7 separate regions of the Mus musculus genome follow, and all the other regions are linked to region 1. Evidence: chromatin contacts called from public Hi-C, HiChIP or PLAC-seq and promoter capture Hi-C data. All regions are on one chromosome and are shown on one strand. The core of a region is the stretch at or near the end of the contact, and the rest is flanking DNA. Distances in the headings are between cores, read along the strand shown. Region 1 holds the start of 9530068E07Rik (RIKEN cDNA 9530068E07 gene). Region 2 holds the start of Aff4 (AF4/FMR2 family, member 4). Region 3 holds the start of Hspa4 (heat shock protein 4). Region 4 overlaps Hspa4 (heat shock protein 4). Region 5 overlaps Col23a1 (collagen, type XXIII, alpha 1). Region 6 holds the start of Rmnd5b (required for meiotic nuclear division 5 homolog B). Region 7 overlaps Fstl4 (follistatin-like 4).

Region 1 (3,357 bases), core at 574-3,073:
TAGGACTTTACATGAAACAACAGACGCGATGCTGACCCAGCTGGATGGAAAGAGAACTCAGAACAGCTGATGTCAGACTGCTTGTGCTTAATGGACTTCATGGCCAAGCTTCATCCACAAAGGTATCTATCAATGAGACTGCTCAGACCCCTTGCCTAACTGGTACTACCTCTAGTTTAAAGGTAACATTCAGCCGGGCAGTGGTGGCGCACGCCTTTAATCTCAGCACTTGGGAGGCGGAGGCAGGTGGATTTCTGAGTTCCAGGCCAGCCTTGTCTACAGAGTGAGTTCCAAGACAGGCAGGGCTACACAGAGAAACCGTGTCTCAAATAAATAAATAAAGGTAACATTTAGAGAGAAAGAGAGAGAATGTGTGTGTGTGTGTGTGTGTGTGTGTGTGTGAGACACAAACTTAGGTGCAGTACCCAAAGAAGCCACAGGTGTCAGATTACTCCTAAAGATGCAGTTACAGACTGTTGCTCTAGATGATTAAAGATCAAAATTATGTCTGCATCCACCAGGGAAATCCTCATTACATTCTACCCAAGATATAAGAGCCTTGGAAAACCTAGTCTTTCCTCCCACAGACTCCAAAACCCTCCAGTTAGGGCAGTCAGCTGCCTGCTTTCAGTGCTGCTGAGGAAGGAAACTATGTATGCAACCCAGCACTGTAATAAAGGGACGGGTGATTGGCTGGAGAGTCTCCCTGGGCAAAGAAGGAAGTCAGCCCCAGTTCACATTAAGTTTTCATCTGAAAAAAAAAATCAATAAAGACTTGGGGAGAAAATGATTGCACGCTGGACAGAAAGAAAAATATGACTACTCAACAATGCTCAGTTTCTCCTGCTAAATCTCTGCCTCGGTTTACAGATTTCACTTTCAAGAACGGCTTTAATATCCTGATTTATGCTATAGCATCTGCAAGAAAAGAAAGTTTTTCTCAAATGAGGCGAGAGGGCGTTCGGTAAAACCTCAGCTCAAGGAAGGGCATCTGCCGCAGACACGCTCTCTCCCTTTGTTTCTAAACTCTACTCCTCCTCCAAGGCCCTCAGCCGGTCAGCGTCCCCGGACTCTGCCTCTACACCAAAAGCCCCAGAACTTCTCAGACCTCAGAGATGGAATCCACAAACAGCTCCTCCCCTCTTCCACTCTGGAACAGTCAATCAATTCAGTCCCAACACTGGGTCGCTGTCCCTATCTTTATCTCTGACCTCACCATTTCGAAGGGGAAAACAAAACAAAAACTTGCCTAGCCTTGCTTGTCCCTCTAACCTCAAGCATCTCTCTTAACATCACTCTCCCCAACTCCGACTATCTCTTCGGCCTGTTTCCTATCCAGTCTGCGAGATCTCTGTACTCCCCATTTTGGGGACCTCCCCCCTCCACACCGAGCGCCCTTCCTCCAGGGAGTGTATTCTCAGAGACTCCGTCCACGACACGGGGACTTCCCGTCCCCGCCCACCTACTCGGGTCTCTGAATCTCACAACCCCACTTCTCAGGCCTGGGGAGACCGCACTGGGAGCGCTTCCCAACTCGGGCCCAGCCCTGGGCGCGGGAACTCGGCCGGTGGGAACCACCGTGAGTCGGCGGCGCTCCGTCCCCGTCGGGCCCGACCCGGTCCCTCGCCGTCTCCCTGCGTTCATTACCAGAGCACAGGACGGGCACGAGCAGCAACGCCAGCACCAGAGATCGCGCCAGAGCCCCGAGGCCCCGGGCGCCCGGCCCGGGAGACAGCTTCTCTCGTGCAGCCCCGCACATTCTGCCCAGGGCGGAGGCGGCCATAACGGACTCGGCCCCCGAGCCTGCGCTGTTGCTAGGTTCTGCGAGGTGACGTCAGATACGCGTCCGAAGCGCACTCCCGAAGCAGCTACGTCCCGGCGTGATGACGTTGCATCTCTGAACCCGAAAGGTTAGCGTGGGAGTGTAGAAAAGGGTGCTTAAAAAAAAAAAAAAAAAAAAAGGCGAATGGGACGGATTTATTTTCAACTGGTGGTTTTTTGTTTTGCTCTGTGGTTTATCGTTGTCATCTTTGAGATGTATTTCAGGGGTCATCGCTTAAGAGCACTGGCTGATTCCCCCAGAGCTCCTGGGTTCGATTCCAAGCACCCCTGTATGTGAGGACTCACACCCATCTGTCCCAGGGTATACGGTGCCCTCTTTAGGCATCCTCAAACACTAGACGTATAACTGATGCAGAAACTCATAAGTAAAACAACTACACACAAGTTTAATACACTTAAGAAAGATTATATATATATATATGGAGCTGGAGAGAATGTTCAGCTGTTGAGAGCATTTGCTACTCTTGCAAAGGACTGGGTTTGGTTCCCAGCACTCAGATTAAACAGCTCACAGCCACCTCTAACTCCAGTTCCAGGGGATCTGACTATAAGACCTCTTTTGATCTCCACAGGCATTAGGCATATGGGGTACACAAACATATATGCAAGCAATCATTTCTGAATTAAAACTAGCCAGGTGTGATAGTGCATATCTTTAGTTTCAGCACTCAGGACGCAGAAGCAGGTAAATCTAAGTGAATTCGAGTCCAGCCTGGTCTACAAAGCGATTATAGAACAGCCAGGGCTACACAGAGAAACCCTGTCTCAAAAAATAATAATGATAAAATAAGCATTAAAGAAACAATAAAGAAAGAGTAAAATTGTGTGTAAGTTCAAATGCCCTCCAGTGCCAGAAGAGGGCGTCTACTCCCCTGGAGCTGGAGGTTGCTGTGATTATGAGCCACCCCATGTGGCTCCTGGGAACCACACCCTGGTCCTCTACAAGCACAATTGCTCTAAACTGTTGAATAATTTCTCCAGCACCCTTTTGGTTTTGGTTTTGAAACAAGATCTCAAGTGGCCCAGGCTGGCCTCAAAATTCCTTTTTTTTTTAATTTTATTTTTTAATTAGGTATTTTCTTCATTTACATTTCAAATGCTATCCCAAAAGTCCCCCATATCCCCCCCCACTCCCCTACCCACCCACTCCCACTTCTTGGCCCTGGCGTTCCCCTGTACTGAGGCATATAAAGTTTGCAAGACCAAGGGGCCTCTCTTCCCAATGATGGCCGAGCCGACTAGGCCATCTTATGCTACATATGCAGCTAGAGACACAAGCTCCGGGGGTACTGGTTAGTTCATATTGTTGTTCTACCTATAGGGTTGCAGACCCCTTTAGCTCCTTGGGTACTTTCTCTAGCTCTTCCTTTGGGGGCCCTGTGTTCCATCCAATAGCTGACTGTGAGCATCCACTTCTGTGTTTGCCAGGCACCGGCATTCAAAATCCCTTTCTACCCAGTGGATAACCTTGAACTCCTTCACCTTCACCTCCCACTTGCTGGGTTATATTTTTGT
Region 2 (3,357 bases), core at 289-2,788, 950 kb before region 1:
AATACTGATAAGTTAAAAGGACCATCCAAACAAAAGAGTTTATAAAGCTTCGGAGAATCAACATGGAAACAAAGCTTTAAGCTTTGAACCTCCCCCCACCACCACCTCGGCTCCACAAAAAGCACACATTTTAAATGTCACACAAACAGCCTATTCACGGGCACCTAGGGCTTAGATTCCGGCACTGGAAAGGAGGCTAGCTTCAGTTTAAAACCTCAGCGGGGAAGAAAAACCAGAATTCTGACTTGCAACTGACGAAACTCGGAGAACCCTGAATCGAACTCTTGGTTCGAACTTCACTCACAACCATTTTCAGATCAGGGCTCTCGACTCCCCATAAAGGTGTCATCTGTGAATGAAAAGCCTAATAAGGAGACCCCACAAACACCCTGGGCTCCTGTACCCCATGATCCGTTCTCAGAGAGTGGGAAGCAACAGCAAAGTGGAAGGAACAAAGCACTGACGTCAATTACGAGATTAACCCTGCGCACAGGCAGCTGGGGAGGCCTAAACATCAATACCCAAAGCCCGGCCATGGCGATCGCCAGGTACCAGGCCGGTTCCGAGCGGGAAGGAGGGTTTCTCCTATTCCAACCCAGGTTCCCATTTTTCCACTCAAACCCCATCGACCATCAAGGACGGAAATTAACACCCCCCCAGCCTCCCCCCCTTTTTTTTTTCTTTCGGTGGAGGGGAGGTGGGAGAGTGGGGGTGGGGGGAGGTGCGCAGGATCGCGAGAAGGAAGGCGAGAACTAGTTGAGAAATGATAGCCAGAATCTGGGCCTATTTTCTCTTTAACTAGGAATGACTTGAGTCAGACGAAGGAAAAATTTTTCAAAGGATAAATCCGCCGACCGAATCAAAGGGAGGAATGGAGGAAGGGACAACGGGGGGGGGGGGGGAGGAAAAAAAGAAGAAACGGCCAGATGATGGGCGTCTGGAATGTCGGATGGGAACGGCTTGGCCTTTAAAGAAAAAAAAAATGATTTTTCTTGTTTGAAATTGATTTCGGAGAGAAAGTGGGACGAGAAAACGTAGGGCGAAGCCGGATCCAGGGGCCCCCCGCCCCGCGGGTCTCCGCCAGCGTCAGCGGCCGGAGCCTCGCCTTCCCCGCGGCGCGGCCGCGCCTCAGACGTCAGTCAGTCAGTCAGGCAGGCAGTCAGGCGGCTTCTCACCTCCAGTCCCCGCTCCGCTAGGCCCGAACCATTTCCCGACCGCGGCTGCGGCGGCGGCGGCGCCCGGCCTGCACCTTCACCGGACGCGCATTCGGGCCCGCCCAGGAGGCGGCGACCGGCTGCCTGGGGCGAGGGGCAGCGGCCGATCCGGAGGCCACGGGGAGCCGAGGCGGCGCACCTCACACCGCGGACGCCAGGGTTCCGCCCCGCTCCATGACGGCCCGGCCGAGCCCCGGACGGGTGACTGAGGCGGGGGCGGGCTGACGGGGCCCTGGCACCAAGATCCCCGCCCCGTCCGCTGGGGGCGGCGGTGGCGGCGGCGGCGGCGACGACTCGACTCCCGCAGCCGGGACTGGGACTGACGCAGTGGCCGCGGCCCATGTGACCAGGGCCGGGCTGCTGCGAGCGTCACGTGACCAGGCCGCGCCCCTCCCGCAGGCAGCGCGGGGGCTGCGGCCCTGCTGCTGCTCTGGAGGCGGCGTCGGCGGGGCTGACGCGCGGGCTGACGTGCGGGGGCGCCTGGGCCCGGGGCTGGGGAGCGGGGATGCGAAGCGCGGGTCGCAGCAGGTTCCGCGGGGCCGCACCAGCGTCAGACCCGGGGACAGAACCCGGCCCGGGGCACACGCCCTCCTGCGCAGCCCGCTAGGGAGGCGCCGCGGGGCGGGGCGCAGCCCGGCCGACCGGTTTTGGGGTGCAGGTGAAGGCCCAGGCCCTGCCGCCCGTGTCCCGCAGCGCACCGCAGGAGTAGAGAGGGAAGGATGACGTGGAGGTCCGCAGCGACGTCGTCCACTGCTGCGTGTGACTTACTGTGGGAGGATAAGCCGGCCCTGCATCGTCTTAAAAAAATAAATAAATAAATAAATAAATAAGTAAATAAATAAATATCAGCCTCTGTGGGCTACTTAGTGGATTCAAGGCCAATCTGAGCTACTAAGAAAACCCTGTCAAAACAACACACGGCGACACACACACACACACACAAACACCATCGCTCTTAACATCCTGCTAGTCCAGACAAGCCATAATTTAATTGGAATCAGTAATTAGACAAAGTTTTAAGGTTTCCTAGAATCCAGTAATAGTAGCGCAAGAAAAGTGTCCTCTTCCTCTACATCTGAAAAACATACAATCCTGTCATTGGTGTCCCATGTCTCTTATCTGCTTTCTTTATTTGATGGTACCTCATGCAGATTCTCCACCTCTAACATCTTGAAACACTTCACTCGTTATTTGTAGTTTGTAATTTCACAGTTTGGAAATCCACTCAACTACACACGAGTTCTAAGCCATGTCTCAAAACCACTATCGAGGTATGGTCTGGCGCACACCTTTAATCCCACCACTCTGGAGGCAGAGGGAGGAAGATTTCTGTGAGGCTGATATACATATCCAACACTGGGCAGGTCAAGGATATATAGTGAGAGCCTGTCTCAAAAAGAAAAACACTAAATAAATCTTAAGTTTTACATAGGGTTTCCTCTGTGTAGCCCTGGTTGCCCTGGATCTCACTTTGTAAAACAGGCAGGCTTGGTGCTCAGAGATCTGCCTGCCTCTACCTCTGCTTCCTAAGTGCTGGGATTAAAGAAGTGTATCAGTGTGCCTGGCCATCTTTTCTACTTCCTTATGAAAAATACTGGTGGTGGTGAGATAGTTCAGTGGCTTAAAGGCACTTGCCCACAATCTTGGTGACCTAAATTCTATCCCTGTAGCACACATATATATCTTTCCTTAACAGGTACATTCACACATCACACTCACATATAGACAGCCACTTGAATGCTACAACAGGGGCCCAAACTGAGGATGGAGACACATGGATGTAATCTCAGCTACTCTGCAGCTTGGGGAAGGAGGATTGCAAATTCAGCAAATATTCCTAAACTGTATAGCAAGTTTGAAGCCAACTTAAGTAATTTAACAAAGTCCTGTTTCAAACTAAAAAAAAAGGGGGGGGGAGGCATGGGAAAGGGCTAGTTATTACTTTGGGGAGGCAGAGTTCTGTGTTCATCTGGCTGGCCTCCAATTTGGAGATCTGCCTGCCTCTGCCTCCCTAGTGCTGGGATTAAAGACGTGCACGACCACTGCCTTCCCATAGTTACTTTTCTTGTTGCTGTGATGAAGCAACTTGATGAGGGATGACTGGCTTGCTATTTGAGACAGTACAATCTTCTGTGTTGGCCAG
Region 3 (3,357 bases), core at 260-2,759, 900 kb before region 1:
GGCATCTATGCCAGGAGTCTGACATGTTGATCCCTGGTCTGGAGCTTTTCTACTCCTAAGTACCCGAAGGGAGTTTCTCAGGTGCTGGGGGCTTTAGGCTATTAACCCTCACTTATTACCTTTGACTAGAAACTCTTTGCTCTCTCCTGATGGTGATAATCCAGAGTGTGTGTGCGCGCGTGCATCCACGTGTAGAAGTGCTGTGAGGGCGGCCATGTTCTGTGAGGGCGGCCATGTGCTGCACAGAGGCTTGAGGGAGAACAGATATCCCCTGTTGCTCTCTGATGTAGTTTTTGGAGGCAGGGTCTCTCTCTGAAACTGGAGCTCTAGTTTTTGGACTAGGCTGCTAGTCAGGGAGCCCCTCCAGTTAACCTCTTGTCTTTGTCCTGCTAGGTTCTCGATGACAGATCGAGATTGGGATTCAAACCCCAGTCTGTATGGTTTCACAGCACGTATTAACTGTGGAGCCATCTCTCCCGCACGGTTTACTGTGTTGGACACCGTTAGGCACCTATGAACAAGAGGTGACAAATAAGTGAAATTTAAAAATCCTTTCAGTTTTGTGGTGTTGGGGATCCAGTCCAAGGCCCTGAGCCTGCAAGTGTTCTAGCACTGTACTCTATATCCTCAGCCACAAAACAGCCAGAAACCGGGAAACTTAGGATCTTCCTCCTGCACTCTGGGTTGGTAATAATCAGAAACGCGTTGAAGCTGGTTCCCCTCCAGCTTTCCGCAACTGGCTAACGTAGTGGTCACTATAGTTTCAGATTCTTTAGTTTAACGCAGGGTGGGGGCATGGCTGTAAGTGGGTCCCAGCACTAAGGAGAAAAGAGCTTCCGAATTTCAAGGTCATCCTTGAGGACTGTCCTGCAGGACATTCTGTCCCCTCCCCACCTACTCTATATAATAATGTGTTAGCATTCACATAAACGTGACACTGGTCTTAGACCTCCCACTCCACGGAGCATGTGATTTGGACCCTTGTGTCCAGCTCAGGGAAAACACCTAGGACTGAAAGGTCCCTCGTCTGATCACGGGAAGTGAGTGGTTAAAAGTAGGTGGAAGCGTGGCTTCGGATTCTTTTAGTTAGCGCTTGGTTTTAATACTGAGTTTTACGTAGAGCCGAGCTGAAACCCTTAGCGCCCTTAGCAGGATTAACTCGAGTTCACTGTGGGGCCTTAAAAAAAAAAAAAAAAACCCTGCAGAGAGCCTGCAAAGTCACTGCCGGAAGTCCCTCCGCGGTGACGAGCACGGCGGAAGTGGGTTCAATGCAGCTCCCCGAAGAACTGTCTCACTCCCGCTCGCCTGACTTCTGGATGGGAGGCGCCCTGCAGCTCAGGGAGGATTGTGGGGGGCTTCTCCGCGCAGGCTCAGTGGCCCACTTCGCGTCGGACCGCTTCCGTCCCCCCACTTCCTTTCACGGTTCCTGTGCCAGGACGTGACGCCAGACTTCGTCAGACGGGAGGAGCCTTGGGAGGAAAAGCGTCTGAGCCGGGGTCTCGCGAGAACGTTTCGTTTCAGCGCAGTTCTCGCGCTGCAACCTTGCTCCTGTTGCAACGAGAGCCTTCGAGATCTTCTCCGCCTCCGCGACCGGCGCCTCCTCTGCGGCCGTGGAGCCGGAGCCGCGGCCCGAGCGGTAGAGGCCCCCGTCTTTCTCCAAGCCCCAAGCCTCCTAGCGGACGGTCGTCCGGCTTCGCCCGCCCAGCCGCGGCGCTCCACCGGCCCACGCGGCTCGCCCTCTTCCACGCGCCAACCCCGCCGGGTTCCGTGTGCAGTGTCGGCGGCCGGCCCTGGGCCCGAGCCGGAGCAGTAGCCGGCGCCATGTCGGTGGTGGGCATAGACCTGGGCTTTCAGAGCTGCTATGTCGCTGTGGCCCGCGCCGGCGGCATCGAGACGATCGCTAACGAGTATAGCGACCGCTGCACGCCGTAAGTGGGGCTTGGCTGGCGGGGTCGCCTCGCTTTCCGGGCGAGGGTCCGCAGGAGACCCCCGCCGAGTGCCGGGTCGCCCGCGGCTGCCACCTGCTTCGGATCCTGGGCCTGCGCCAGGCACGAGGCCCTTTCGCGCGGGCCAAACGAAGGCTTTGAGCCGGTACTCTGATCGGCGGAGGGCAGGAGCAGGAACTGAAAGAGAAGGCGGGCCTGAGACCGTGGGATGGACCGACCGCTCTCACCTCCTTTTTTGGGGGGGGGGAGGGTTTGGGTGGTTCGGTCTGAAACGAGGTCCAGGGCTTGCTGAGCTCGTCGAATCCAATAGAGGTTCAAACTCGGCCCACGGCGAGCATTTAATAAAAGTTAACTTGCAAGATTGTGGCCTCGGGACTGGGAAGCGCTCTGAGTCCCACGTGAGTGGGGGCGGGGTGGCGCCCGGAAGATGTGGAGTCTGAGTACCCACGGCAGGCCCTGAATAAAGTCCATGCTTTTCTTGATAGCGTTTTAACTCCCTTCATTCGTTTTTGGATATTGAGTTAGGTTGGGTCATTCCTTACCCAGGCTGCTCACCTATTCCTTAACAGCGTTAGTTTTTCATGCTAATGAATTCCAGCCGGAAGGTTGCCACAATTGTTAATGCATGACTCAAGGGCTCTGTTTGACTTCTAGAACTTACATGAAGTTATGGGACCAGTATAGACAAATCTGCAAAAAAAAAAAAAAAAAAAAAAAAGACTCACTCAGAGCTTGCTGGAGTAAAAGGGAGTCTACTTTTTAGATATATGTAGGATTTTTTCCCCCACATTTAGCCCAGGATGACCTAAAATTTTCATTCTGCTTCTGTCTGCTAGAATCTGGTATTACAGGTGCGTTAAAATTTTATTTATCTGGCGCTGGTGGCACAGGCCTTTAATCCCAGCTCTCGCAGGGAGGCAGAGGCAGGCTGCAGTGAGTTCGAGGCCAGCCTGGTTCATAGAGACCATTTCAGGATAGGCAGGGCTACGCAGAAAAGAAAGCTTTGTCTTAAAAAAGATGTTAATCTACTGAATTCCTTTAGGTAAACTTTGGAAGAAGCTCTGTTGTTTTTGGGTTCACAGTCCCAGATCATTGTTTTTATCTTGTTTTTAACCAACCTTCTGAGGCCAGTTTCCTGTCTCCCAGACTGTTTTGAAATAACTTTGTGTCTGGGAATGACTCTTAATCCTCCTCCCTTCATCTCCCAAGTGTACAGGTGTGCAGGCACAACACCCAGTTTGCTGTACAGTGGGGGCTTGAAGCCAGGGCTTCATGCATACAAAACAAGCACTCTACCAAGTAAGCTATTGCCTGGCACCCAATTCTCGAGTTTGGTGCCACAGAGCTCTGGTACCATTATCAGAGTCAGTTTTCAACGTCCCTTCCCACCCCAGTACCAAGCTCTCTTCCC
Region 4 (3,357 bases), core at 401-2,900, 860 kb before region 1:
CTTCCAATTAACTGTCATCTCCACTTGTAGGAGGACCAGTATGAACACTTGGATGCTGCTGACGTGACAAAGGTAGAGAAAAGCACCAATGAGGCGATGGAGTGGATGAATAGCAAGCTTAACCTGCAGAACAAACAGAGCCTGACGGTGGATCCAGTTGTCAAGACAAAGGAGATTGAAGCTAAAATTAAGGTAGTTCTTGCCCTTGTGTACTCTCTCTCCTCCCCCCCCCCTCTTTTTCTTCCTTCCTTCCTTCCTTCCTTCCTTCCTTCCTTCCTTCCTCCCTCCCTCCCTCCCTCCCTCTCTCCCTCTCTCTCTCTCTCTCTCTCTCTCTCTCTCTCTCTCTCTTTCTTTCTTTTTTTTTTTTTTGAGACAGGGTTTCTCTGTATAGCCCTGGCTCTCCTAGAACTCACTCTGTAGACCAGGCTGGCCTTGAACTCAGAAATCCATCTGCCTCTGTCTCTCTGCCTCTGCCTGAATTAAAGGCGTGTGCCACCATGCCGGGCCCTGGACATTTCTTAGCAGCTCTTTGTTATTAACAGTTGGGATTTCATTATGGCTTAGGTATTGGGGTTTACTTAGCATGTCATATAAAATTTGTTTCATTTATAAGAAACTATAGTTTTCTTTACCATTCTAGGAGCTGACAAGTATTTGCAGTCCTATAATTTCAAAACCCAAACCCAAAGTGGAACCCCCAAAGGAGGAACCAAAACATGCTGAGCAGAATGGACCAGTGGATGGCCAAGGAGACAACCCAGGCTCCCAGGCTGCTGAGCACGGTGCAGACACAGCTGTGCCTTCTGATGGCGACAAGAAGCTTCCTGAGATGGACATTGATTGATTCCAACACTTGTTTATATTAAAACAGACTATTATAAAGCTTTAAGTTGTCAACTTTGTTCTGAATATCAACTAGAGCAAGCAAATACTGGAGATTTCTTAGTCAGTTTTTAGGGGACCTCGGGGGTGGGGTATATAGGTAATATACAGAGCATTTTGACTTCTAAATAGTTAGATCCAGAGATGAAGTGCACTGTTCTCTCTTCATTACGGTCCTGTTTAAGAGCCCAGCTAGTCTATCTGAGCTCTCGCCTCCATCCTTGTTTTAATCATGCTTCTACAAGGTGAAGTGTGTTTGGGGAAACTGAGCTCTAACAAAAGCCGCGACAGCCACCAGGCAGGCTTTTCCTTATACATGACAGAAGTTCGTATTACGCCTTGGAAGGTCTAGGTGGAGATCACCACCAGCATTCTCTGCCTGTGGGGTTGTGGGGCTGGTGCTTTCTCCATTTCTGAGGGTCAGGATGGCCAAGCATGGATTAACACTAGGAGAGTGCAGAGCGCAGCAGAGCCTGCTCTCATCCCTCTATCCCCAGCCCAGTCTTCCTCCTCCATCCTTAAGCAGTATAAATGCTATGTGCCCTCTTCACTTAGAGCGAGCTTTAGTGTGTCAAGGGACTCTGCTTTCCTGTACTTCCTAAAAGTACATTCACTAATACTGAAGCATCAAAGTGTAGTTTAACCTTAAGGTTGGGTTGTAAATAACACAGTTGGGTGTAGGCATGGTAAATCTGAGCAGTCCATCCTTAGTATGGTGGAAAGATTTGTACCCTGACCCGCTCGAGTGGTGGTAGATGTATGTAAATTAGAAGTTTGAATGGGACAGGATGAGAGTTCGAGGCTCTTTGTTTGGTATCTTTTGTGTTAATGTGTCTTGAATCTGCCAATCTGTATGTTAAAACAGCTGACAGATTGTAAAGCTATTGCACTGCGTTGCCCTGGACAAGTCTGAAATTGGTATAAAAGACAAGGTGCCCAAGGTCACAAGAACACCTCATTGCCGACTGAAGCCAGTGTCAGGGCACCACATACTCCTGGGGCCAGTCTACAGGAAAGAGATGTTCTGCAAACAAGGGTGGATGCCTGCAGTAGAGGTCAGAGCTGGTTACCTGCCTTAGTTACAAGTGTCGGTTATGTTCTGGGTCTTTGTAATCGCTGATCTCTGTAACAGAGCCTCTGTTTATTTTTGCTTGTTGGAAATAGGGTTCAACCATGCATAGTTAGAATCACTATGCATCTGTCTGTCCACACAGGAAGTGCTATAGCTCTCAAGTGCTCTAGAGGCAGTTGGAAAGGAAGGAATGCATGCTTATGTGAGCAGCTGGACTCCCGCTCAGTACAGGCCTGGAACCCCAGGCCAAATGTATGCTCTGCTTCCTTGAGTGCTGTAAGAGTTCCCACTGGCCTTGCTCTGAGGCCAAGAGCTTTTTCAAATGCAGGCTGCAGGATTAAGCCAGCTCTTATGCAACTGACTGTCCTTAATGAAGAACTCATAAACATTTGTGTGTGGGGGTGGGGGTGGGAGGGTTTGGGTGCTGGGATGGGGGTGAATTTGAAGTTTAAGATTAAAAGCTAGAAATCAGATGGTCTGCTTCTGCTATGTCTGTAGACCGATTGGATGTATGTGGAGGCTGGCCAGATGGCAACTGATGACTTGTGTGCAAACAAGTGTTTATCCGGGTTGCATTATCCAAACTGGTTTGTTAAAAACTCTAGGTCACATTCTTACACTAAGAAAAACAGTTAACATGAGACAAAGTTTAGGAAAAACTAATAAAAGAAACCTGTCTTAACTTGAATGGTTTTCTTAATTTTCTTAAGTGGGCTGTTTGTGTGTGTGTGTGTGTGTGTGTGTGTGTGTGTGTGTAGGGGACTTACTTGAGTAGTTATATATGTGGGTGGGTGGGTAGGGGCAGGCTGGGGGAGACTGTCAACAGAATAAGCTGGCCTGAATGCAGTCCATCATCCTGCCTTAGCTGCTTGCCTGTGTGCTTATTTTGGAGCCCTCTGCCCCTGAGAATAGCAATCCAGTGTTCTTGGTATAGTAATCTTCTGCGAGGCTGGCCTTTAGATTTGATGGTAGAAGGTAGATGGCACAGAGTATTAACATAAGTGCCAGGACTGAGTAGGGCCAGAATCTGCTAGGAACTGATGCCTGGCTAGTTGGGGACATGCCCTGTGGTGAGGCAATAGGGTTGAAGTAGTGAGCCCTTTACTGCCATGGCATGGGTCCTATGTAGGGAGAAGTCAGACGCTGGTTGGTTGAAACTCACCTTTATGGACCATGCTGGCCTCAGATTCAGATCTGCTTGCTGCTGCCTCCCCAGGGTGGGATTAAAGGTATGTATTGCCACACCCAGCCTCAGGTCATGCCTTGGGCTATGCTTTTTGGAGAGGTTGGGGTGGGCCTGGCCATAGCTGTTCTACGGCATCGGGTGGCATGGTCAGCAGTGCCCCTGCGTGGGGCTGTGGGGACTGTGAGGGTGGGAGTAAAGCAATGACTGATGTCAAATT
Region 5 (3,357 bases), core at 517-3,016, 860 kb after region 1:
ATATAAAACTATAATTCTTATGTATACTAATTACATAATTAATATCAAAATATATAAAGGAATTAAATTCTAACTTAAAATAAAATATAAATTAACAATATTAATCATCTACAAATATAATTGTTATATTCTTATGGTACATAATTTTTACATTATGATATTTTTCTTTATTAGGTGGTACATGTGAGCTCACATTTCAGGAGCTGAACGGTCTCTCTGGTCTGTACTCCTGAGCACAACTCGCCTCCCTCCCAGACCAGCCTCCTCTATCGATCGTGTCCATCCCTGATTTTCTGAACAGACAGACAAGGAATGGGATGACAGGCTGGCTACGCCCCTGCCCTTAGACCTCAAGAACAAGCTGTCCATTTCTTCTTGGATGCTTGTGTCCTTTGGGATAGGGAAGTGGAATGGGCAGGATGGCTCTCCTGGGACTCAGACATCAGAGGAAGGGCACAGTTGACTCCTTAGTGAGGCTGGCTGCCTCAACCGAGTGCTCCTTATCAGCCTGACTCTGTCTGGGGGTGGGGACTTCTGAACCTCACTTTTGTCAGCACCCACCTGGCTTATGCTTGGTTTTTGGCTTTTCTTTTTCTTTGAGACAGGGTCTCACTGATCACTCTGTAGATCAGGCCGGCTTCAAACTCAGTGATCTGCCTGTTTACTGCTGAGATGAAAGGTGTTTGCTCGTCGCTGTTCTGTGTTGAGGAAGGGTTTCACATAGCTTAGGTGAGTACCATAATGCCTGTTTTTTGTTTGTTTGCTTGTGTTCTTTTGAGACAGGGTTCTCTGTGTAGCCCTAGCAGTCCTGGAACTTGCTCTGTAGACCAGGCTGGCCTTGAACTCAGAGATCTGTCTCCCAAGTATTGGAATTAAAGGCGCACACCACCACAGCCTGGCTTTCATGACTGTTTTTTTTTTTTTTTTTTTTTTAATGTGGCGTAGGAATTATTCCCATAGGGCTGGCAAGATGGCTCAGCGGGTAAGAGCACTGACTGCTCTTCCGAAGGTCCTGAGTTCAAATCCCAGCAACCACATGGTGGCTCACAACTACCTGTAATGAAACCTGACGCCTTCATCTGGTGCATCTGAAGACAGCTACAGTGTACTTATGTATAATAATAAATAAATCTTTGGGCTAGAGCAAGCAGGGACTAAGTCAGCCGGGCCAACGAGAATGAGCGGGGTTGACCAGAGGGAACAGAGGTCCTAAAAATTCAATTCCCAACAACCACATGAAGGCTCACAACCATCTGTACAGTTGCACTGTACTCACATTCATTAAATAAATACGTAAATCTTTACAAAAAAAAAAAAAGGGGGAGGATCCCCATAGAACCCAAGGCCTTATTTATATTAGGCACACAGACTACAAAGTCAGCTATATTCCCAGCCCCCTACTTCAGTTTTTGTTCTTATATCACACCTCCCTTTCCTGAGGCTGCAGCCCTGTCCCCGCCTGATGTGGGTTTGCAGGTAGGTAGGTGCTCACAGCTACTAAACCCTCTTGACACTGACCACAGCCTAATGTGAAGCTGGAGCTTAGGTGACTTGTGGATCTTTCTCTGGATCAGTCGTAGGCTTCTAGGATGGATTTCTTGCTACTATCTGTAAAATGCCAAACTGCCCGGAGCTGAGAATAAACGTTTGTTGAACAATGTTTACACATGACAGTGATTCCATGAACGAAAGGTCCAATTTCCCACCAGCCCCGGTGTCTGAACGCCGGTGAGCACTAGGGGGCGCCCTTGATTTGTTATCTGCTAGTGAAAGCCAACTCCTGCCCTGGTGTCACAGCGCTAGAGGCTCTGTACTTAGTATGCTCACCCAGGCAAAGCTTGCTAGCCTCAAGGGCTCCCCCTGCTGGACTGAATGATCATTAAGCGACAGGAACTGTCATTCACTGAACCCGGTATGAGTGCCCAGTCCTGGAGCTCCCAGGAACCATCCACTTGGATCTCCTAATTGCTACCAGGGATGCAAAGAACATAATATCTATGAGGAGTGAGATATGCCTGAGATCGCACAGTCTATGGGGACCCCAAACTCATTCTTTCTCAAGTCATGGGAGGCGGCAGGAACAGCTTCCTACTCACATACTGTCTTCTCCCCAGTCTTTTTATGACTTGGCCCAGTTCTGTGAACAGGCTCCTCCACGCAGTAGGCTGTGTGTGGTGAAATGAAGAGAGGTGCCAGGCAGCAGCCAGTCTGCAGGTACCACTCCATGGCTGGTTGCTGGCAACCAGTAAGCAGCCGGCCCATTCTCCTCTGCTGGCCTCTTGTGGTACTGTTTCCTCTTCCAGAGTGACCTGTGGGCAGGAGGCCCCTGTACCAGGAAGGTGCAGAAACAGGAGAGGGTGTGCGGCCCTGGAACCTGAGCAGCGGACCCAAAGCGCAGGCCCCATGACTGCCTGTGGTCATCTCTCTTTCCTTGGCTGCCTCACACGTGACATGATGGGAAACTGAGGAATGGAGAGCCTCACCCCGACCATGGCAGGACTGAAGAAGTACCTGTTTTGTTCTGCCTGGGGGAAGGCTGGGAAGGAAGCCCGTATGGAGGACCTCTTCTGCAAGCCCAGCTGGCTCTGTCTTTGAGGTTCCAATCTGGGGACTATTATGGGGGACTCAGGAAGTGGGTGTTCACCCCTCCTCCCTCTGCCCAGCATCTTGGGGGCTGGGAGCTGCCCCGCAGGGGTCAGATGGGAGTGAGCCAGGGGATGTTAGAATTTAAGAAAGCATATGAATTTGGGGGGTATTACAGATGAATCATTTAACTAATTACATTTTTACAATCAAAGCTGTTTTTGAACTGGAAGAGTGTAAGGAAGCGTCTGAGTGTGTGGTGGTCATGGCTTTTTTTTTTTTTTTTTTTTTTTTTTGTTCGCCTGATTAATTCCAAACAGTCCAATTGAGTTATTCACTTGGAAATTGGTCCCAGGCTGGAGCCCTGTCTCAAAGACCACATTTCAGCCCCCAGCTTACTCTGTCCTTTGGGACCTCAGCTGTCGATGCCTGACTGATGTTGGAGGCTTTGCAGGTCCTGCCTCCCTGGGTACTGTGAGTTTAACCAGACGGGGCCTGTGGGTGGTGCTCGGTCCTGGGAGATGCCTGCGTGAGGGTTTCTGATTCCAGTGGGACCTGCCTCATGCCCCATGAAGATCTGATTCCTCATTAAAATTTTTTATTGTGTTTATTTATTGTGTGTTGTGCGGGTTGAGAGTGTCGTGGTAATTACTTGAAGGTCAGAGGACAACTCCCAGGCGTCGGTTTTCTCTTTCCACCATGGGGGTCTTGGAGAGTGAACTTAGTGGTCTGGCTTCGCAGCAAGCACCTTTGCCTGCTGAGCCATATAGCAGG
Region 6 (3,357 bases), core at 392-2,891, 760 kb after region 1:
TGGTGGCGCACGCCTTTAATCCCAGCACTTGGGAGGCAGAGGCAGGCAGATTTCTGAATTCGAGGCCAGCCTGGTCTACAGAGTGAGTTGCAGGACAGCCAGGGCTACACAGAGAAATCCTGTCTTGAAAAGCCAGAAAAAGAAAGGAAAAAAACGGGGGCGGGGAGAGGGGAGTGCATGAGTTGCTGGAGGACCCCAGGTGATGGTGCACACACCTGTAATCTCAGTACACAGAAGGTAGAAAGAGGTCCTTCGTGATGTAAGGAGTTCAAGGCCAGTCCTGGGTAGGTATCAAAGACCCTTTCTCAAAAGATTCTCTCTCTTTCTTTCTCTCTTTCTTTCTCTCTTTCTTTCTCTTTCTTTCTTTCTTTCTTTCTTTCTTTCTTTCTTTCTTTCTTTCTTTCTTTCGACAGGGTTTCTCTGTGCAGTCCTGGCTGTCCTGGAATTCACTCTGTAGACCAGGCTGGCCTCGAACTAAAAAATCCGCCTGTCTCTGCCTCCCAAGTGCTAGGATTACAGGCATGTGCCACCACTGCCCGGTTCTTTCTTCTTTTCTTTTCTTTTTTTTTTTTTTTTTCCTGGTCTCAAACTCAGATCTGCCTGCCTTTGCCTCCGCAGTGCTGGAATTAAAAGTGTGTGCCATTACACCCGGCTCCTTCATTCTTTTTAGTTAGGGCATGTATACAACCCCTATTTCATTTTGCCCCTAAAGAGGGGCTATTTACAGAGAGCAGCTGGGCTGGGGGCTATGGATGCATAGGGTTAGGTGAGCCCGTAAGAACAAAAACCGAACTCTTAAAAATTGTGTGTGTGTGATGTGAACGTGGGTGTGCTTGCCTGTACAAGTGTGTGAGGGCCAGAGAAGGATTTGGGGAGTCTCGCTCCAACACTCTCCACTTTATTCTCTTGATCCTAGAGCTCTGCTTTTTAGCTACATTAGCTGGCAGGCAAACACAAGAATCCTTAAGTCTCTGCTAACCCCACTCCTGCAATTACAGGCCCGCGCCAGTAGGTGCGAGCCAGCTTTCTAACAGTACCTGGGATCTCAACTCAGCCCCTCACACTTGTTTTGCAAGCACTTTCCCTGTTACCTCAGACTCTTCCTTTAACATTATTTGCTAGTTCAAAATGCATCGCAGGAAATACTTAATCACTGGACCACATACATGTAATGGTCTCTTAAAATGTTCATTTTTCGGGTGCTGGGGGTGGACCAAGGGACCTGCGTGTACTTTAACCCTCCCCCTGTCCTCCCCCTCTCTCTGTCGTAGCTCAGGCTGGCCTAACTCACTTTGTATCCCTGGATCTCTGATCTTCTTATAATTATAAGATTATAGGCGGGTACCACAATACCCAGCTTTGTTTATTTTCTGAGCCAGAGTGTCGCTTTGTAGTCTAGACTGGCCTGGAACTCCCGGCGCTCGTCCTGCCTCCGTGTCCCCTATCCCAGCCTGGACATTTAAGACCTAGTTTACTGTGGTTGGGGGCCCGGATTAGGCAGGTGCGCCAGCTAATACTTCCGGTAGAAACTCGTGACAACCCGTCGGTGGTTCTGACGCGCGGAAACCCAGGTTTGCTCCGGATCGCAGAGGCCAGGCGTCCCGGCACTGCGCAGGCGCTAACTGTTGCCTGGCTCCGGCGAACGATTCATTCGGCATTCCTTGCAAAGCCGCGGGCGAGACACACTGTCTCCCCACGCTCCGCGACACCACGCATGGGCGAGCCCGGACCCACCCGAGAGGCAACCGCCGCGCCTTCCGGTTCCGATGACAGCGGCGCCGGAAGCGGGCTGAGCTGCAAGACTAGGTGACAGCCTGCCGGCTCCCGGTCCCGGGGTGCGGGGCGCCCCGACCAAAGCCTGGAGCAGTCGTCGGCCACACCCTCCAAGGGCTGGTGGAGTCGCCCGGACTCCGACGTCCCGTCCTAGTGCACCTGACTGAGTCAGAGGTAAGCAGCCAGTGGGTGGCGGGGTTCCGGCAGGGCACTGCAGGAGGGTCTCTGGGAGGATAAGTAGGAGTTTGTCAGTCTTTGCACTACTATGCGGGTCAAGTCGGGGTCGTGGCATGCCCCTAGGGTAAATGGTGGGCTTTCCTGTCCTTTCAGTTTTAGGTGAAGAAGTGACAATGTGAAACTTTCTAGTATTTGTAGGGATATGATTTGTTTGAGTGTAAAATACAGGGCATTCGATACTGTGGTTTGAAAAGATGACACGTGTGTGGAGACCTAGATAAGGAGCCAGCCATGGGAAGATGTGAGAGAGTGTTCCGAGAAGAGGATAGAGGCAGAAATAAACTGGATGTACCCTGGAACAGAAAGGCTGGTGGTGGTAGAGTGTGGCAAGTGATGGGGAGAGTCATTGGAGTGAGCATCACCAGGGAGTTTGTTTGGATAGAACTTTTGTTTTTCTTTTGTTTGTTTGTTTGTTGTCTTTGAGACAGGGTCTCTTATAGCCTAGGCTGCCCTGGAGCTTTCTAAGTAGACCAGGCTGGCCTTGAACTCACAAAGATGCATCTGCTTCTGCCTCCCATGTGTTGGGGGGTGGGGTGGGTTAAAGTCCTGCACCACCATACCCAACCTCAGATTTATTTATTTTCTTTTATAATGATGACGATGATGACAACGACGATGACGACAGCATTTCTCTACATAGCCTTGGCTGTCTTGGAATTCACTGTGTAGACCAGGCCAGTCTGAAGTCAGACAGATCTGCCTGCCTCTGCATCCTTAGTTCTGGGATTAAAGGTGTGAGTCACCACACCCAACAGATATTTTTTTTAAACTTCTTATTTCTAGGTGTATGGGGACCTTTTGCCTTCATGTGTGTCTGTGCACCACGAGATGCAGTGGATGAAGAGGGCTTCAGGGTCTCTAGAACTGGACTTACAGGAAGTTGTGACTGCCATGTGGGTGCTGAGAACAGAATCTGGGCTATTTGCAAGAGCAGCAAGTCCTCCTTAAACACCGAGCCATCTCTCCAGCCCCTCTAGTGTGAAGTTTTAACATTTCCTTCATATCTCTTTCTATCCACTGGAAGCTTTTGATTCAGGCCTTCTTAGCCAAAGGCTAGGAAATGGAGGTATTGTTTAATCAGTTAGGCCTACTCAGCCCCGTGATGGGCTAGGTCCTGCAGGGAGGGAGGGGACAAGACCAGTCTCCAGGCTTTGTTTAGCTGCTAGTCCAGTTGAGACACATCTGAAGAAGCAGTCAGGAGGATGTGGAAGTGTGTGGAACCGACACATCAGATTTGTGATGCAGAAAAGAAGGGTGCACAAGGAAGATAGAGCCGTGAGAAGAGGCCTGAGCTGGAGCCCAGGAAGCCATATAAAATGGTGGATGTGACCAGGGACGTAGCACATG
Region 7 (3,357 bases), core at 248-2,747, 740 kb before region 1:
AATAATATCTTTGCAAACTGAAAATGTCAGGGGGAGGGTCTCACTAAGTTGGCGAATGCTCGCCTAGCATGCATGAAGCCCTGGATTTGACCCCTTCCATTTTTGCAAGGGTAGTGGTATACGCTGGTCATCCCAGTAATCAGGAGGTGGAAGGAGGCAGGAAGATCAGATGTTCAAGGGTAACCTTAGCTACCTGAGCTATAGGATAGCCTAATTTACAACAAACAAACCCTCTCCAAGCTGAACATGTGCTTCTCCCAGAAAGTTCCCTTACAGACTTGAGCAGATATGAGGCTGTGTATCTGGATGAGGGCTGCAGCATGGGCAGTGGACAAAGTCAACACAAAGTAATAAAGAGACAACACTGAAGGTACTCTGGGTGGGGCACAGGGCAAGGCAGGCAGCTGTTCTGGTGTGGTCCTGGGGCTGCAGGCTCTGGAGAGCATCCTTTGGCTCCAACTTGCAGTGACCAAGGGGGACACTGGTCAGCCTCCTCCACTGGCTGGGCAGTGAGTCTGTGGGCTCTGCATGGAGGGTCTAGTCAGGTACTGAAGGCAGTACTGAGAGAGAGGAACAGGTGAACTGGAGGACTGTACCCAGGGATCCAATGCCAGAGGAGGCACTTGGGACAGTCGACCCACATGTCCACAAGTTGGCACACCACAGACCTGAAACCTGGCCTCCATGACTGCCCCTTTTCTTCTCTTTTTAATACAAGGTCTCACATGGCACAGGCTGGCTTCTGACTTGCAAACAGAAGACTTTCAACTTCTTATCTTCCTGCCTCTACTGCCTATGAGCTACGGTTACCACACCCTGTTTACGCAGTGCTGGGGATGGAACCCACTTTGAACCCACTTTGTTATGCACAAACAGTGCATAACAAGACAAACAGTCCATCCACCAACCCACATCCCCAGCCCATGGATCAATCTGGACAACACACCAATAGTGTGAATCTACCCAAAGATCAAAAAAGGCAGGAGGTTTAGATACCACCAGGGTCTGTGACCCAAGCTGGAAAGAACTGGCCCCGCCTTCAAGCACTGTGTTTTCCAAGAGTTTAAAACAAAATGTACCCAGGAGTTTAATGAGATGATCTTAATGCAGAATGACAGCTACTGTCTGCCGTGTGGCAAACAGCTCTCCATGCTAATCAAACGCCTCGCATCACGCCACAGTGCATTCACGACTGCTTCATACGAAGACAATAAAAATGAAATGAGTCATGAGTTCCTAAATCATTTTCTTTTTGGTCTCTTTTCTTTTTTAAATAACTCACTTCCAAAGAAACATTTGGAGAGACCAAGCACATGCCTCATTAGAAATATTTGTTCTCAGTTTTACACAGTTTAGCCATGGGGGAACGGGAACCTTTTAACAGACCCTTCAAACAATGGCACAGACACTTGCTTCTAGTGGGCTTTGTGTCACTGCTTTTATCACTGTACTCTGCCTGCCAACAGTTGAAAGCCCCAAATAGTGAGCTTCAGTTAAAATAAAAGAAAAGAAGAAGGAAAAAAAAAAAGCCAAACCCACAGAAACCTCAAACCTAACAACTGAATAAAGACTGGATCTTTTACGTTATTTGAAATATACTGAGCGTGTGATAAGTCTTTAAAATCTTTAAAAGACATTTATTTATTTCACAGCAAGTATATGTGTATGCGGGTGTGTGTACTGTGTGCATGCAGGCCTGTATACTGTAACACAGGCATATGCGTGGATACGGGTGTGTGTACCACAGCGTGTGTGTTGGTGTGCACATAGGTGAGTGCAGGTGTGAAGGGCAGAGGTTAACTTGAGAGTCTTGGTTATCTCTGCCTAGCACGTGGTTGCAATGATTCACCATGCTTGGCAGCAAGCCCGTCTTTACCCACTGAGGCACCTTGCTATCCCATATCACCCCTCTCCTCACTTTTTTCTTTTTTAAAGAGAAGAATCTAAGAGAGACAGGGAGTATAGTTCAGTGGTACAGTACTTGCTAAGCATGCACAAGGTCCTGGGTTTGGTCCTTAGATACACACACACACACACACACACACACACACACACACACACACGTAGACTTTTTTTTTCCTCCCGGGAATGTCCTCATTGGGGCCAGAGGGAAGTAGCTAATAAGTCAGAGCCTCATACCTGACCTCACAGCCAAGTGGATGCAGATGGCGGACCTCAGGACCTTAAGCAGGTTGGGAAGGGGGCAGCCAGAGGCAGCCCCAGGGCATGGCAATGCCAGACACTAAGTATTATGTCCTGTTACTAAACCCAAAGAGTGCCACTGGGTGGCAGACTGGCTACAGGCCCCCAGGAAGCTCCTTTGAGTGTTTAACCCTGCCCACCTTATGCAGTACTGAGGAGGGATACAGTTGCTGCGAAGAGACCAGTCCGGTACCTGTTAGTTACCACAAGGCAGGAGCAGCTGGGAGTCCACAGGAAAAATACACCAACACTCAGTGATTCTGCTGATCTGGTACCATCTGCAGCTTTAGGGATGCCCTGTCCCTGTTCTGTCCCCTCATTGGGCAGGTGCCATGACACTTTGGGTGACAGGGAGAATGAAGGAGTCATGGGGTAAAGGACACATGACACTATTCAGGCAGTGACACACAGTCTGGGTTCGGGGCATCCCTCACTCAGCCTGGAGTGCTTAGAGAACCAGAAGACTGTGGCCCAGAGTGGGTTTGTATGCTTGCTTTGTGCAGACAGTGAGGCAGCATCCAACCCCCTGCCTCCGGATGCCCAGCATGGGGCTGGGGGGTAACATATACAGCTAGCTGCCTTTGACATGGACCAGGCTTAGCCCCAAAGCCTGGCTCTGAGCTTGAGGAGATGGGAGGGTGCAGGACAAGCTAGCCAGGGAAGGGTGAGACATGGTTCTTGTGATCTAGGCAAGAAAGCAAAATGGCTTCTGTGCGGGATACACACATACACACACACACACACACACACACACACACACACACACACACACACAAACAGACATAGACACACACACACACACACACACGGACACACACACAGACACACACACACACACACACACACACATGGACACGGACACGGACACACAGACACACAAACACACTTAGACACACATCCCAGAGTCCAATGTGGCTTTTTTATCACTGAGCTGTGTGGCCCTCAGGATTGGCAGACCCTGCAGAACCTCCCCCCTTTCTAATAGGACATTAAAATGGTAGACATCTTTCTGTTTCCTAAGATATCCTTATGTCTGGGCAGAGTAACTCCCTCCAGGATGAATACTATCATGGGCTATCATGGGCTCTGGCTGCTGGGAGACACCTATTACTGGCATTATATGAGTGACATAGAGTTTCTGGGTCACTTGGATAG

What was found. Promoter capture Hi-C pulls out the DNA fragments that hold promoters and counts their contacts. A called contact is a pair of places that touch in the nucleus more often than the background predicts. HiChIP or PLAC-seq counts read pairs in DNA pulled down with a chosen protein or histone mark.
Region 2: a promoter capture Hi-C map of second pharyngeal arch cranial neural crest shows a contact between it and region 1, with 6 times the contacts expected there. The contact joins the promoter of Aff4 here to the promoter of 9530068E07Rik in region 1. A contact is called at or near these places in 8 of 39 promoter capture datasets (the C10 cell line, cranial neural crest, embryonic stem cells and 5 more), 5 of 484 Hi-C or Micro-C datasets (bone marrow-derived macrophages, cortical neurons, embryonic stem cells and 1 more) and 18 of 115 datasets of contacts at active chromatin or transcription factors (the NIH/3T3 cell line, VIP interneurons, bone marrow-derived macrophages and 13 more).
Region 3: a contact with region 1 is called in an H3K27ac HiChIP or PLAC-seq map of bone marrow-derived dendritic cells, with 19 times the contacts expected there. The contact joins the promoter of Hspa4 here to the promoter of 9530068E07Rik in region 1. A contact is called at or near these places in 11 of 39 promoter capture datasets (the 3T3-L1 cell line, the C10 cell line, embryonic stem cells and 6 more), 6 of 484 Hi-C or Micro-C datasets (B cells, CD8 T cells, bone marrow-derived macrophages and 2 more), 35 of 115 datasets of contacts at active chromatin or transcription factors (acute myeloid leukemia, bone marrow-derived dendritic cells, bone marrow-derived macrophages and 23 more) and 4 of 9 other capture datasets (adipose tissue, embryonic stem cells, macrophages and 1 more).
Region 4: a promoter capture Hi-C map of embryonic stem cells shows a contact between it and region 1, with 8 times the contacts expected there. The contact joins the enhancer-like site here to the promoter of 9530068E07Rik in region 1. A contact is called at or near these places in 23 of 39 promoter capture datasets (the 3T3-L1 cell line, 3T3-L1-derived adipocytes, the C10 cell line and 14 more), 1 of 15 datasets of contacts at CTCF or cohesin (large pre-B cells), 10 of 484 Hi-C or Micro-C datasets (the 3T3-L1 cell line, the G1E-ER4 cell line, the HPC-7 cell line and 5 more), 24 of 115 datasets of contacts at active chromatin or transcription factors (DN3 thymocytes, VIP interneurons, bone marrow-derived macrophages and 15 more) and 2 of 9 other capture datasets (embryonic stem cells and liver).
Region 5: a Hi-C map of regulatory T cells shows a contact between it and region 1, with 3 times the contacts expected there. The contact joins the enhancer-like site here to the promoter of 9530068E07Rik in region 1. A contact is called at or near these places in 3 of 39 promoter capture datasets (the C10 cell line, neutrophils and pre-B cells) and 1 of 484 Hi-C or Micro-C datasets (regulatory T cells).
Region 6: a contact with region 1 is called in an H3K4me3 HiChIP or PLAC-seq map of bone marrow-derived macrophages, with 3 times the contacts expected there. The contact joins the promoter of Rmnd5b here to the promoter of 9530068E07Rik in region 1. A contact is called at or near these places in 4 of 39 promoter capture datasets (liver, pre-B cells and stem cell-derived epiblast-like cells) and 3 of 115 datasets of contacts at active chromatin or transcription factors (bone marrow-derived macrophages, double positive thymocytes and microglia).
Region 7: a contact with region 1 is called in an H3K27ac HiChIP or PLAC-seq map of DN3 thymocytes, with 17 times the contacts expected there. The contact joins the enhancer-like site here to the promoter of 9530068E07Rik in region 1. A contact is called at or near these places in 6 of 39 promoter capture datasets (cranial neural crest, frontonasal cranial neural crest, hippocampal neurons and 3 more) and 6 of 115 datasets of contacts at active chromatin or transcription factors (DN3 thymocytes, cardiomyocytes, embryonic forebrain and 3 more).

Annotation. Positions count from the first base shown.
Region 1 is chr11:52,394,894-52,398,250 of GRCm38.p6, reverse strand. 9530068E07Rik (RIKEN cDNA 9530068E07 gene) reads right to left here and starts at 1,823. Exons shown (of 3, transcript NM_153117.2): 1 at 1,648-1,823. The coding sequence starts at 1,783.
Region 2 is chr11:53,348,948-53,352,304 of GRCm38.p6, reverse strand. It overlaps Aff4 (AF4/FMR2 family, member 4), which reads right to left and starts at 1,538. Exons shown (of 21, transcript NM_033565.2): 1 at 1,176-1,538.
Region 3 is chr11:53,298,631-53,301,987 of GRCm38.p6, reverse strand. It overlaps Hspa4 (heat shock protein 4), which reads left to right and starts at 1,509. Exons shown (of 19, transcript NM_008300.3): 1 at 1,509-1,928. The coding sequence starts at 1,822.
Region 4 is chr11:53,259,099-53,262,455 of GRCm38.p6, reverse strand. Hspa4 (heat shock protein 4) reads left to right here. Exons shown (of 19, transcript NM_008300.3): 18 at 31-192; 19 at 641-2,642. The coding sequence ends at 844. Among named protein-coding and RNA genes, the nearest start is that of Hspa4, 40 kb to the left of the region's middle. Within about 2 kb of position 1,650, at least 19 of the 459 cell types and tissues checked have an H3K27ac peak or open chromatin away from gene starts, as enhancers often do. A contact at or near this core is called in embryonic stem cells, where this site is marked.
Region 5 is chr11:51,538,265-51,541,621 of GRCm38.p6, reverse strand. All of the region lies in intron 5 of Col23a1 (collagen, type XXIII, alpha 1), which reads right to left. Among named protein-coding and RNA genes, the nearest start is that of Phykpl, 45 kb to the left of the region's middle. Within about 2 kb of position 1,766, at least 38 of the 459 cell types and tissues checked have an H3K27ac peak or open chromatin away from gene starts, as enhancers often do. A contact at or near this core is called in regulatory T cells, where this site is marked.
Region 6 is chr11:51,634,180-51,637,536 of GRCm38.p6, reverse strand. Rmnd5b (required for meiotic nuclear division 5 homolog B) reads left to right here and starts at 1,641. Exons shown (of 10, transcript NM_025346.1): 1 at 1,641-1,947.
Region 7 is chr11:53,138,806-53,142,162 of GRCm38.p6, reverse strand. All of the region lies in intron 7 of Fstl4 (follistatin-like 4), which reads right to left. Among named protein-coding and RNA genes, the nearest start is that of Gm11186, 20 kb to the right of the region's middle. Within about 2 kb of position 1,497, at least 14 of the 459 cell types and tissues checked have an H3K27ac peak or open chromatin away from gene starts, as enhancers often do. A contact at or near this core is called in DN3 thymocytes, where this site is marked.